2 separate regions of the Columba livia genome follow, and region 1 is linked to region 2. The links are chromatin contacts, called in public Hi-C maps. All regions are on one chromosome and are shown on one strand. The core of a region is the stretch at or near the end of the contact, and the rest is flanking DNA. Distances in the headings are between cores, read along the strand shown.

What was found. Hi-C and Micro-C count contacts between places; a contact is called where the count stands out from the background.
Region 1: a Hi-C map of crop shows a contact between it and region 2, with 4 times the contacts expected there. The contact joins two enhancer-like sites. A contact is called at or near these places in 2 of 2 Hi-C or Micro-C datasets (crop and liver).

What each region holds. Positions count from the first base shown.
Region 1 is chr3:59,798,930-59,804,564 of bColLiv1.pat.W.v2, reverse strand. No RefSeq gene overlaps it. Among named protein-coding and RNA genes, the nearest start is that of ALDH8A1, 99 kb to the left of the region's middle. Within about 2 kb of position 1,999, at least 1 of the 3 cell types and tissues checked has an H3K27ac peak away from gene starts, as active enhancers do.
Region 2 is chr3:59,766,479-59,771,787 of bColLiv1.pat.W.v2, reverse strand. No RefSeq gene overlaps it. Among named protein-coding and RNA genes, the nearest start is that of ALDH8A1, 130 kb to the left of the region's middle. Within about 2 kb of position 2,532, at least 1 of the 3 cell types and tissues checked has an H3K27ac peak away from gene starts, as active enhancers do.

The DNA.
Region 1 (5,635 bases), core at 750-3,249, 33 kb before region 2:
TTCAACTTCATCTGCCCAAAATACAGGATGAAAGCACACTTCTTTAGAAAGCAAGAAACCCAAACAAATTAATGCTTGTTCATATGACTCCAAGAGCTCGTGTTATCACAGAAAAAGCACAGCATCATGAGATTCATAACAGCATTTCCAAAGCTTGGTCACACTGGGTCATGTGAAGTTGTGATCTTGACACATTGATCAGTGGCTGTTGAATGCAGAGGAAGCTGTGTGCATGTCATAATCATCAGCTTTTTATTGCAGTAAATGTTTTTTAAAAGCTTACAGTGGAACCTAAAGAAACATAATTATTAGATCACCTTCTTTCTAAGACTATGCATTTGTGTCATGTGCTTAACTTCAACCTACATGCCAACAGTGTTTTGATGATATATTCATTTTGCTTAGTTGTCCCATAACAAATACTTTTAACTTGAGGTGTTGATTTTCCTCATGCGTCACATTTTTTGACATTATTCTAAAGACCAGGAAGGAAGTTTTTGAAAGGCACAAGTTGTAGTTAAGGAGCTCATTACTAATGCAAAACCTGTGAAAAGTAAGTGTGTAAGTCCCGTTTTTGTTTTTGGAAACCTCTGGAGACATTGTAAAGCATGCAGTAGTTTCTGGCAGAGATCAGGCCAACATAATTTGTTGTTGTTTTGTTGCACCCCTCTCCCAGCCTATAGAGGGGGTTAAATAGTGTGTGTTCTTTAGGTATCTTTATGAACAGCAAAATGCAGCAAGATAATGCAGGAGCAGTTGTGAACACTGTTGCCAGTGTGTGTTGTAAAACAGATTGTGTAAGCTTGTTGTTAAAGGAAACATTTCCACACTCCTGTTAGGCATAGGCTGTTGGACCCTGAACTATAACCCAGTATTATGGAAGAGGGTATGGGCCGTGGAGGCAGATGCTACTGTCTTTCAGCAACCTCTGAAAAATGTTTTGAGTGTATTGATATTTCTCTGCTACTATGTGTTTGTAACCTGAAAGAGTGATATATACAAGTGCTGCACTCCTATTCCTATGGTTTTCATAAAGCCCTAAGTTTTAGCATCCATCATGGGATCCTGGATTTGTCCATCTTCACCTGGCTGGTTTGGAGGGAAAAGAAGTGTCTACCAGTGCTGTTGGGGTATAGACACATTTCTTTACTGGCTCCTTTTCAGCAACTGACTCTGTGCTCAACAGCTGGTTTTCCTTTCTCCTGTGTTGTGTCTCGTGCCCGTTTGCATCACATGATGTTGCTGACCTGTTTTCCTTGCTCCATTCTGCTGAATTCAACACCTGAAGAACAATTTCATTAATGACCTCGGACAAATCTAGACAAAGAAAATAAAAACGTGCATCCAGCTAAAAGTACCAAAGAAAGAGGAGAAAGGAAGAAGCATTTATTACTCCTTTCCAGCTCTACCCACATCCCCTTGCTCAGAAATGTTAATTTGAGCCCCGTTTCTCATTTATACTAAGCCCTCTTTGGGAGAATTTTTTCTGGGAACAGGATTTTTCCTTTCCCTGTTGCTTATGTGGACCTCTCAGAAGAGCTTAGATGAAGTAAGAGTGGCATAAACAGAGCTGGTATTGAGCCCTTTGTGCACTCCCTGGGGGATGAAAAGGAGGGAATACTGAGCTCAGTCTTCTGAAGTGATGTTTTCTCATCACAAACAATTTCCCTCTGGCAGTAAAGACTGATAAAATTAGTTCTCCCCCCAAGGCAGTGGACAGGTGACAGGAAAGGGTGATGCCTTGCCTAAAGAGAGCAATTGACCCTGCTTGGCTTCACTGTCACTGAGGCAGTGCACACCAGGAACACTCAGGTTTTTGTCCACACGTTCATTGGCTGACAAGGATGCTGCCCACTGTGAGGCTTCACATGCTTGGGACTGAAGGGGCAGGAGAGCTTTTTCACTCTTCATCTGTGTGTCTGTTGATGCTCTTTGCAATGGATCGGACAATAAATAGGACCCAGCTGTGTTTTCACACAGGGGACAGCTGAAAAGGTTTGGGCCTCTCAGGAAGCAAAAGCTGAATTTTGTTGAGGTGAATGCTGCCTGCAGCATGAGCGCAGAGGGTAGACGTTTGGCTCCAGACAGGCGGCACAGGTTAATGTCACTAAAACATCCTGAAGTGCTATGGGAAGTTCTGGTCAGCAGTCTGGAGGCAATGGCAGTCATCGCTGACCTATAAACAGGATGAGGGAGCAGCAGCAGCAAAGCGGAGAGACAGTCGCTGGCGCTACGTTGACAGGCAGACACATAAACAAAGCAAGAGAGGAAGCTCTGTTTATAGCTGGAAAAGAAATCCCAAACTATAGGATGCAAATGATGGACATACATGTCTATAAATAGCTACAAAAGCATAATGTGACTTAAAAGATTTAGTTGTGCCACAAAGACTTCATCTCTATACTTAGAATGGACTGAATGCACTTCTTATTTTTTATTTAAATGATGCTTATTTTTCACATATTTAGTATTACTTATTGTGCTTTAACTGGGCTTTTTAAATATAAGAAATTTTGCATGAATCAAACAATAACATTATATTGTTTATTAAAATGAAGAGGCTAAAAGAAGTTGAGAGGCTGCCAGACTTTTCAAACAGCCACCTAAGACACCCAGTCAACAGTAGTTTGGTGTGTGGGTATGAAATTGTTTTATCAGATTAATAATACTTCAGAAGCCAAAGGGTGAGGAGAATATAAGCAATATTTTGTTAGGCTTTTGATTGTGTTCTCTGGGTTTGAGGATATTAAGCAGAAGGCTAGTGAGAGTGTCATTACCCAAATATTATTCTGCCAGAGGAAATGTGGATGAGAAACAACCTGTGTGAAAACACTCCCAGGTGCAGGAAGAGATCTTCTTTCTACCTTTACATGTAAGTAGTTTGGGACCTTCACCTCCTGCTTTTGCTGGGCTATCAGATAGAACTCCACGTGTTTTCTGGATTCGGTTCAGTGGGTTTTTGCATCAGTTATGGTAGTTAAGAAAGTTGTGAACAAGACTATGTCAAGATACATTTATTACAAATTGTTTTTCTACTGGACTGGAAGTGGTGGTATAATGCTGACAAGGTATACATACTTAAAGCATTTGTGGATGTGGTCATTTGTTTCTTAGTGGAATTACTTATGTGGTATAAAAGAAGAATTGTGTTTAAAAAAAACAAACAGTCACTGGGAATAAGATGCCTACTGGCACTTTTTTACCAGATAATAGTTGAGTGACCCTGAGGAATTTTGTCTAGCAGTCCTACTATGGGTTGCTATGCTTGTAGTTTTTAAATTTCCATTTTCATTCATAACACTCAAATTGCTTTCACAATGGCTTTTCTGGCTTTTCTAAAAAAAGGTAATGAGTATTATTGCTTATACACACAACATAAAAACCTGTGTTTAGTACTTCAGATATTGCATGTGGACATTAATACTTGGTTTAAGGAACAAATACAATTAGCAGCTGTTTTGTGTTACCATAACCTCCTGCATCAGACTTTGTCTCACAAAGTAAACGAGAGGTAAAACTTTTAATGCCCTCAAATCGCCTGGCCTAACAGATATTGCATAGCAATTTCAGTTTCATTTGGGGTGGCATTGTAATTTCCAACTTGACTGTCGGACTAATTTCTTTCACAGCAGGGCATTCTGTGATTTCTGCACTGTACAACTTCACAACTGAAGTTCAGAAAAAAAAGTCAGAACCTCTGAAACAACGTGGTTCTCTGGCTTACAAACATTCTCAACCTGTCAAATCTTTCTTTCATGGCTGCAGGATCAGCCTAAGAAGAAGCAAGGCTTTCATTGATAGATCTCTACAGGAGTCTAAACACCCAAAATAATGTTAACATACTTTCTTTACAACCCTATTCTTTCTAACTAGAGGAGAGAGTTTTGCTCTGTCCTGGCAGAACCTTTGGAAGACAATCTACCCAGAAGGCATGAACCTTCACAGCCTACCCACAGCTTGGTCTTCAGGACAAAGGCAAATGCCTTCTTTTCCTTCTCTGAAGGAAAATGAAAAATCAAACAAACAGTCATGGAGCAGTTTTGATTGGAAGGAACACAGTTTTTGTTAACTGTCAACACAGCAATGAGAGTGACTGGTCATTGCTATTTGATTTTGGCTTGCTTTGTTTTAAACTGTTTTTAACAATTGTCTTCACTGGTTTGTTCCAATAGGGAGATGTCTGTTCTCTTTTCTGCTGACCAAAGTGTGATTTCATGTGTTAAAACCACTGGCAGTTATGTGCTCAGCAATGCAGTCACTGCTGTGTAAGTCCCTTCTCGTAGGTCACAAGTGTTTACCTCCAAATCCTATATTCCTTACAGCATTTAAGGGACCAAGGCTTAGTCCAGGAAGTAGAAGACCACTGCCACAGGCATCAGTGTTCCCCACCGACCAAACACAGCTTGCAGAAGAGCTTACATGGCATGTAAGGGTTTCAGGTGCAATTTCCAACTTTAACATCCCTCTGGTGCCTTCTGTATTTTATCCAGTATGTTAGTAATAGGCTAGTGGCATTTGGCTGGATCGTGAGTCGCATGTGACAAGTGATATACAGGGAAGTTTATCAAAGACACAATTTGGCGTGTTTTTCCCTGCTATGAAGTGCTTGAACTTTTTGAGATGTTGCACCAAGTCCCTGCTCGTGACTTTTGGCATTTCTTGCCCCAGCTCTGTATTGACCAAGTTCTTTTCTGAAGAGCTCATGTGGGCATGGGGTCGCTGGATGCTGAGCATCTCTGAATAGTTCTGGCACATTTCTCATTTCTAAGCTATCTATTTGAATCAGGCCATGTTCAGAGGGTTAGACTGACCACTGCTTTAAAACAATTTATGTTGCTCTGCTGTTAAAAAGGAACAATTCCTTTGCAATGCAGATGTAAACTGTGGCATTTGTAGCACACTTAGCACTTGTGTTAATTCCCTAGTTGTCATTGCATTTGCATTCATTGCCTTCAGCTGTCTTAGAAACCTAAAAATTTGAACAAAGTCTCAAGAAAATGCTTCGAAAAGCTAAAAAATTCTTTTCTGTTTTTCTCATTTGGAGGAGTTGGTTGTTACGTGCTACTTTGCTTGGTGGATGCTCGCCTGGCTACAGTAGGTTAAAAGGAAATCAAGGGTGGTGCTGCTAACATTCCACCCTCAGCTCCCTATTCACCTCCCTTTTCATCCACCCTTGTATTTGAACTCAATCATTTTACCCGCCCACCTAGTTTCCATGTGAAATTGTGCTAATGGAGATCTATCCCACAACACACAGAGAGACTTGGACTGTTTTTGTAATTTCCAAAGTTCTTTTTCAATTTCAAGTGTTACCAACTTGTGAAAACCTGGTTCGGGTCAACATCTGGACACCATATACAATTCAAGGATCATGCCACATATAATTAAAAGGCTGATTATGCATCAGATCTAAACTTTTTTGTGGTTCAGGGACATTAGATACTAGTATTTTGGTATAATTCTGTGTCTACCAGGAAGGAAAGGGCCAGAAAGGGAGCTGATAATGGTTTGAATGGAGTAGGACCTTGGGCATCCATGTCCTGTGTGGCCTGCAAGCTCTGCACACCCCTTAGCACTGACGAAGCATTAGAGATGTGCCTGGCACCAGAGAGAGGTCAGCCTCTTCAGGAATATT
Region 2 (5,309 bases), core at 1,283-3,782:
AGTGGCTGAAAGGGCCGAAGGAAAGAGCAAACTGAGCCTACCTACTACTTTAATAAGCTGCTATTGCTTTTTCAGTGAGAAGAGAGGAGCTTCTCTCTGACTTCATTGAACTCCACTATGGGCAGCAGCCTATGAGTCACTGCCTTGAAGAGATAGTGAATTATTTTAATTACCCTCAATGAACCCTGCATTTGCAGGAATGAGTCATAGCCTAATGCAATTTCATAATAATTATATAAGAAGTATTTTAAAGTGATGCCTTCTAACTTTGCCTATTTTATTCATTTTCCAGGGTGACTGCAGCACATGATTCATTTAAAATGAGCTAGTACATATTATTTACTAGTAATAATTACTTCTCTTCTTTATAGGTAGGGAATGTGCGTGGTGCTATACAGATGAACAATACGATAAGGTTCCTGAGCCCAGGGGCATGTGGCACATGGATGCAGACATCAGAGTGATTAAAAATAGGGTGGGTGAGATTGGTGCTATGATAAGCAAACAGAGCAGCTCTCTGAAGAGTGTTTTGCTTACCTTCTAATGAGTAATGTGGGGTCAGGTCAAGTGCTCGCAATCGTGTATAGGGGTGTTAGTGGCCAGGGGAGTGCATGAAGCAGAAAGGCGGGCAGAGCAGTTTGAAGGGAAGTGTGTAACAACTGGGGTTAAAGACCTCAAACCTCCTTTTCTTCTCTTTTACCACTGATGAATACTGTTTTGTCACTGTCGCACTGTTTTGTGGGAGGCTATCAAGTTAGACAAGGCATATTTGCTGGAAAGCATTCCAAGTGCCTGCTCATTGGCGAGTGTGCGTGTTTTCCACTTGGTACTGGAAATGATATATTTTATTAAGTAACTGACTAGGCAGTGCTCTGGGTAACTATGTGCTGCTGACAGAAGGCAGTATAAGGTCATACAAGGTATACCCTTTTCCATGCTCACTAAAGGTTTTTGACTCACTCTACTGAAGGAAACGGAGGGGATAATGCAGCACAGACTCCAGTCTGTGTATCCTTGTGTTAGAGCATGTAATCCCTGTAAGGGAGCCTGTTGCTGGGTAGAAAAGAGACTGAAAGGTTGGCGTGGGTTTTTTTGAACTGTGGAGAGCTAGTGTAGGCATGTTTGTGTGCTGCTGTGGAGGAGCTCACTTATGAAAAAGGAATTTTCTTTGTTTTCTATCCAGCTGCCCATTGCCTTGGGCTACCTTCCTTGGGTGGTGTCTATCTATTTACCATAACAAGGCTTGGTCTTCTTGCTCAGCTGGTGTTTGCTTGCCCAACTCTTTTAACATAGATAAAAACTTCATGGAAAGTTTGGTTAATGAAGTCAGTGTAGATGGATAATCAAAATATGGCACTCTTTATGGTAACTTAGTTACTTATACATGCAACTAAAACTAGTGAATGTGCTTTCTGTTGTCAAAACGAAGCAAATACAATGTCCCAGAGTGGTTTGAAAGCCCTGTTATAATGCTGTCTTTAGGGGTAGGAGAATCAAGACAAGAGGTAATGTAAATGACAGGTAAAAAATCACACGGAAATCATGGCTCTGCATAAAGAAGGGAATCCATATGTCTGCAGTCACAGGCAAAGCATCTTAACCACAAGACCATTCTCTCTCCTGTATAAACAAGCTTTTGTTTCGTTCTTGTCAGTAGTTGTGAGAGACAGTTCATGCACAAATGTTAGTGGCAGAGGGTTTGCTGTAAGAAATGTGTTTGGAGCGGAGACTTGAAAGATGAATGAGTCAATGAATTCATGGAAAAGAAAAGCTTTTTCATTTGTACAAAGACTATTATTGCCTGGCAGGTCAATTTTATTTCTGAAAGGATTATCTGGAGCCAGGAGGTTTAAGCTGTGAATCAAAATGTGTACAGGTATTGTGAGAAACAGGAACAAACAGAATACTTTTTAAATCATCCTGTCCATCTGCCTGTCATTATTATGAAGTATGCCATCTTTCCTGAATTTAATCAGTAATATAGCTGAATCACTTATTACCATGGTGCCTGTGCAATAGATACAGCAGAAGAAAACACTGACAGGTTTCCAGGAGGGTTTGGTCGAACTGTCAGCAAGTGGTTTTGGTTGTGATTCCAGATTTTTCCTTTTCGCTCTGCTTCCTTGAAGAATATGCTGATGATCAGTGTCTCTTCCTATGCTGAGGTCACTGAACACAGTCATATTTGCAGTATGTTATCTCTGGCAGAGGGAATTCTACTGAGCATTTACTGCATGGGATGTTGTGTCATATTGTTCCCAAGAGTCCGAATAGGAGTTAAATAGCCACATGGAGAGAGAGTACAAACCCATCATAATTACTGTAAGTTTAACTCACATCTGGCCTGACTAATCTGGGCACAAATGATTTGTCTGTAAATATTTTTTTTTCTCTCCTTGGAAGTGATTGTCAAGAATATAGAGAAAGGGCAAAAAACAGATCGCCAGTGGCAACACTATTGGTTGTAATCCCATCCGATGTTCAGGGAAGATCAGTATTACAGCATGCTGAAGTACTTTCTTGGTAGTTTGCATGCTGGCCCTGAATTTTACAGTTTCCATCAGATCAAGGTGAGAGCCACTGCCAGAACTGCCATCTGTCCCTCCTTGTGTCCTTGCTAGATTTGATGTATGTTCTTTCCTGAGTGTTAACAGCAAACATCATAAGAGTGCTTGTAGTAAAGATGCTTAACACACCAAATTAAACTGCATAAACCCCGCCCTGCTTTTGAACTGTCTTTTCTGGTAGGGGGGGTGCTGCAGCCACTGGCGCCTGTGGCCGGATGACAGCTCCTCATACAACAGCAGAACAACAAAGCTGACTCCTCAGAAGCTTGGTGCTTTGTTCTACAAAGGCTGGGGGGAGAGAAGCGGCTGCTCTGCTGCTTCCGTGGAATAGCTCCATTGTTAGACAGACAATACTTGGGAACAAAGCACACATACTTTTTGAAGATTCGGAGTGCAACACGAGTCTCTTACTTTCACTGTAGGAAGCATGTGACATGCTTGTAAAAGAGGCAGACACAACTGGCAAAAGCTAATAGTGCAGAAACGTTGGGCTGATGTGTAAATAACAACTTTGACAATGATTTTGGCTTTGTTTTTAGGACTTTCTGCAGATCCTGGGTACAAAATTTGAGCACATGAGGGTGGCCAACACAAGATGCTAAGACTAGATGCAGCCATTTCTAAAAGAAGTACCTTTTCTTTTTCATTGTTATACACCTGAAAAAATAGGAAAATGTGGAGATGAACTAGAATGGGTGACCAAGTGAAGAAATATCATTCAGTTTTCTGAGGTTACTTCTAAGTTATTTCTAATGTTCTACCTCCCGGAAACAGAGCAACTCCTAGAAGCAGAGTGTATGGATGTTTTCAGAAAAGTGAAGCATACTTGATTCCAAGTACAGTGAATAAAGTGCTTGAAAATTGAAGCCTGAATGTGTTTGTCCATTTCTTTGCCTTCGGTGAAGAAAAAAGGTTGGCTGGAATACTTACGAACAAATTATGAATGAATATTTGTGTTAGCATGCACCATTTCACCACTGCCAAAACAGCATTGCAAAGCAATATTGGCACTGATAAAATTAGAGAAGGAGAGAAAAGGCTAAGAGATCTAAAGTTTGAGACAGCAACTTTACTTCTCCTAATCTAAAGAGACCCAGAAGGAAAGCTTTGCTTTTAATCAGAACCAGAGTTTGTAACAAACTCACCTGCATGTTTCAAATTTCAGACTGAAAATAGGCTTTTTGAAAAAATGTGATCTGTGAAAATGGCTGAAGAGGATTGCTTTCAACCTGTGCTTGTGCAGAATCAGAGGATTGGTCTGGATTAATGCACTGTTTAATAGTATGGATATGTGAACTGGGCCAGCCCTCTAAAATGCTGAGGTTCTGATGTTTCTAAGAACATCAAACGTGCTGGTGCAGCCAAAGCAAAGGTGACAAGATGAGGAGCTATGACACTGAGGAGTGCATCCTCCAGGGTGGCCTGGTCTCCTGGCTTCATTGCAGCTTGCACAGCAGCTTCTGTGCAATTGGACTTCTCTGTCACAGCCCTGAATCACACTTCTCCCAAAGACCTGAGCCTGGCACTGCAGATCCTGCTGCAGGAGCGAGACAGTGGAGCTGTATGGCAAGTACCAGCAACGTAAAGACGGGCTGTAAAGAAGTAGGTGCTGTGTTCAGTCAGTGGGATCTGACTAGCTTGAGTTTAGCACTTCTTCCTAAATGCTTAGTTTTAAAAGTCTTTGCAGTGTGTCATCCTATTCTGTCTCAGGTTCAGCTTTTTGCTCTGGCGTCACTTGTTCCAGGTTTGTAACAGCAAGTCCTCCCTTGCTCTTTGCCCAGGTGGAGTGTTTACATTGACGTCATGCAAGTTATAGAGTGGCTTAAACACTTCCAGTTTCCCTAATAAACTATTTCTGGCACAGAGGTTGCTCCTGAGGTTATTATAAACAGGGATGGGCAGTACAAGTGCCTGGCCAATTAAAGTATCTTTTTATGAGAACTCAGAGTACTCCTTAAGAGCAACTTTTTCCTCGCGTGATGACTATCCCAAAAGCAGCCAGGTAGAAGGCAAAACAAAAGGCACAACACTTCAAAACAAGAAAATTACATCACCATGAACACCAAACATACAAAGAGAACATAACATTGTAATGTCATTAATCATTTGAGTAAAATCAAACCGCTCCCTGAACCCAAGGGGTGACTCCTCAACACGGCTTCCTATGCAAAAAGTTTCAGAAGGGAACCCTCCTGGTCAGGTCTGTCAATCAAATTACAGGTTCTTTGTCTGAAGACAGGGAATTAAATCTCTCCAGACACTTTCAGCAGCTGTTGTTTTAAGTCTTACCTAGTCAAAAAACAAACAAACAAACCATTAGTTTTGAGTACTTTTTGAGGGTTTTAGATCCTTTCCCTGCTTTCTTCTGCCCTATTTTCCCCTTTAACTTTGCTTAGGAGGTGAACTGTTTATTAGATTTGCATCATATCCAAGGCTGAGGACAATGAAACTCCTTTGATGTAAAATCTGTTGAAGTGAGGATCAAGTTGCTTGGCTTCTCATGTTTTACTGTGGAATGCCTAACTAGAAGCCTGTGGCCAGCTTCAGGCAAATTTTTAGGTGGATCACCTGGTTTGGTTACTGTGTACTATTTAAATAATGATTTGGCCCGTTGGCTTGGTCATATAATGGTGGGTTTTGTTCACTGTTTTGATACAAGCAATATATATATCAATAGACAATTATTCAGGGTTTATGTCACTTTGGATAATGCCCAGGACGTGAACACAAAGTTCTTGGAGG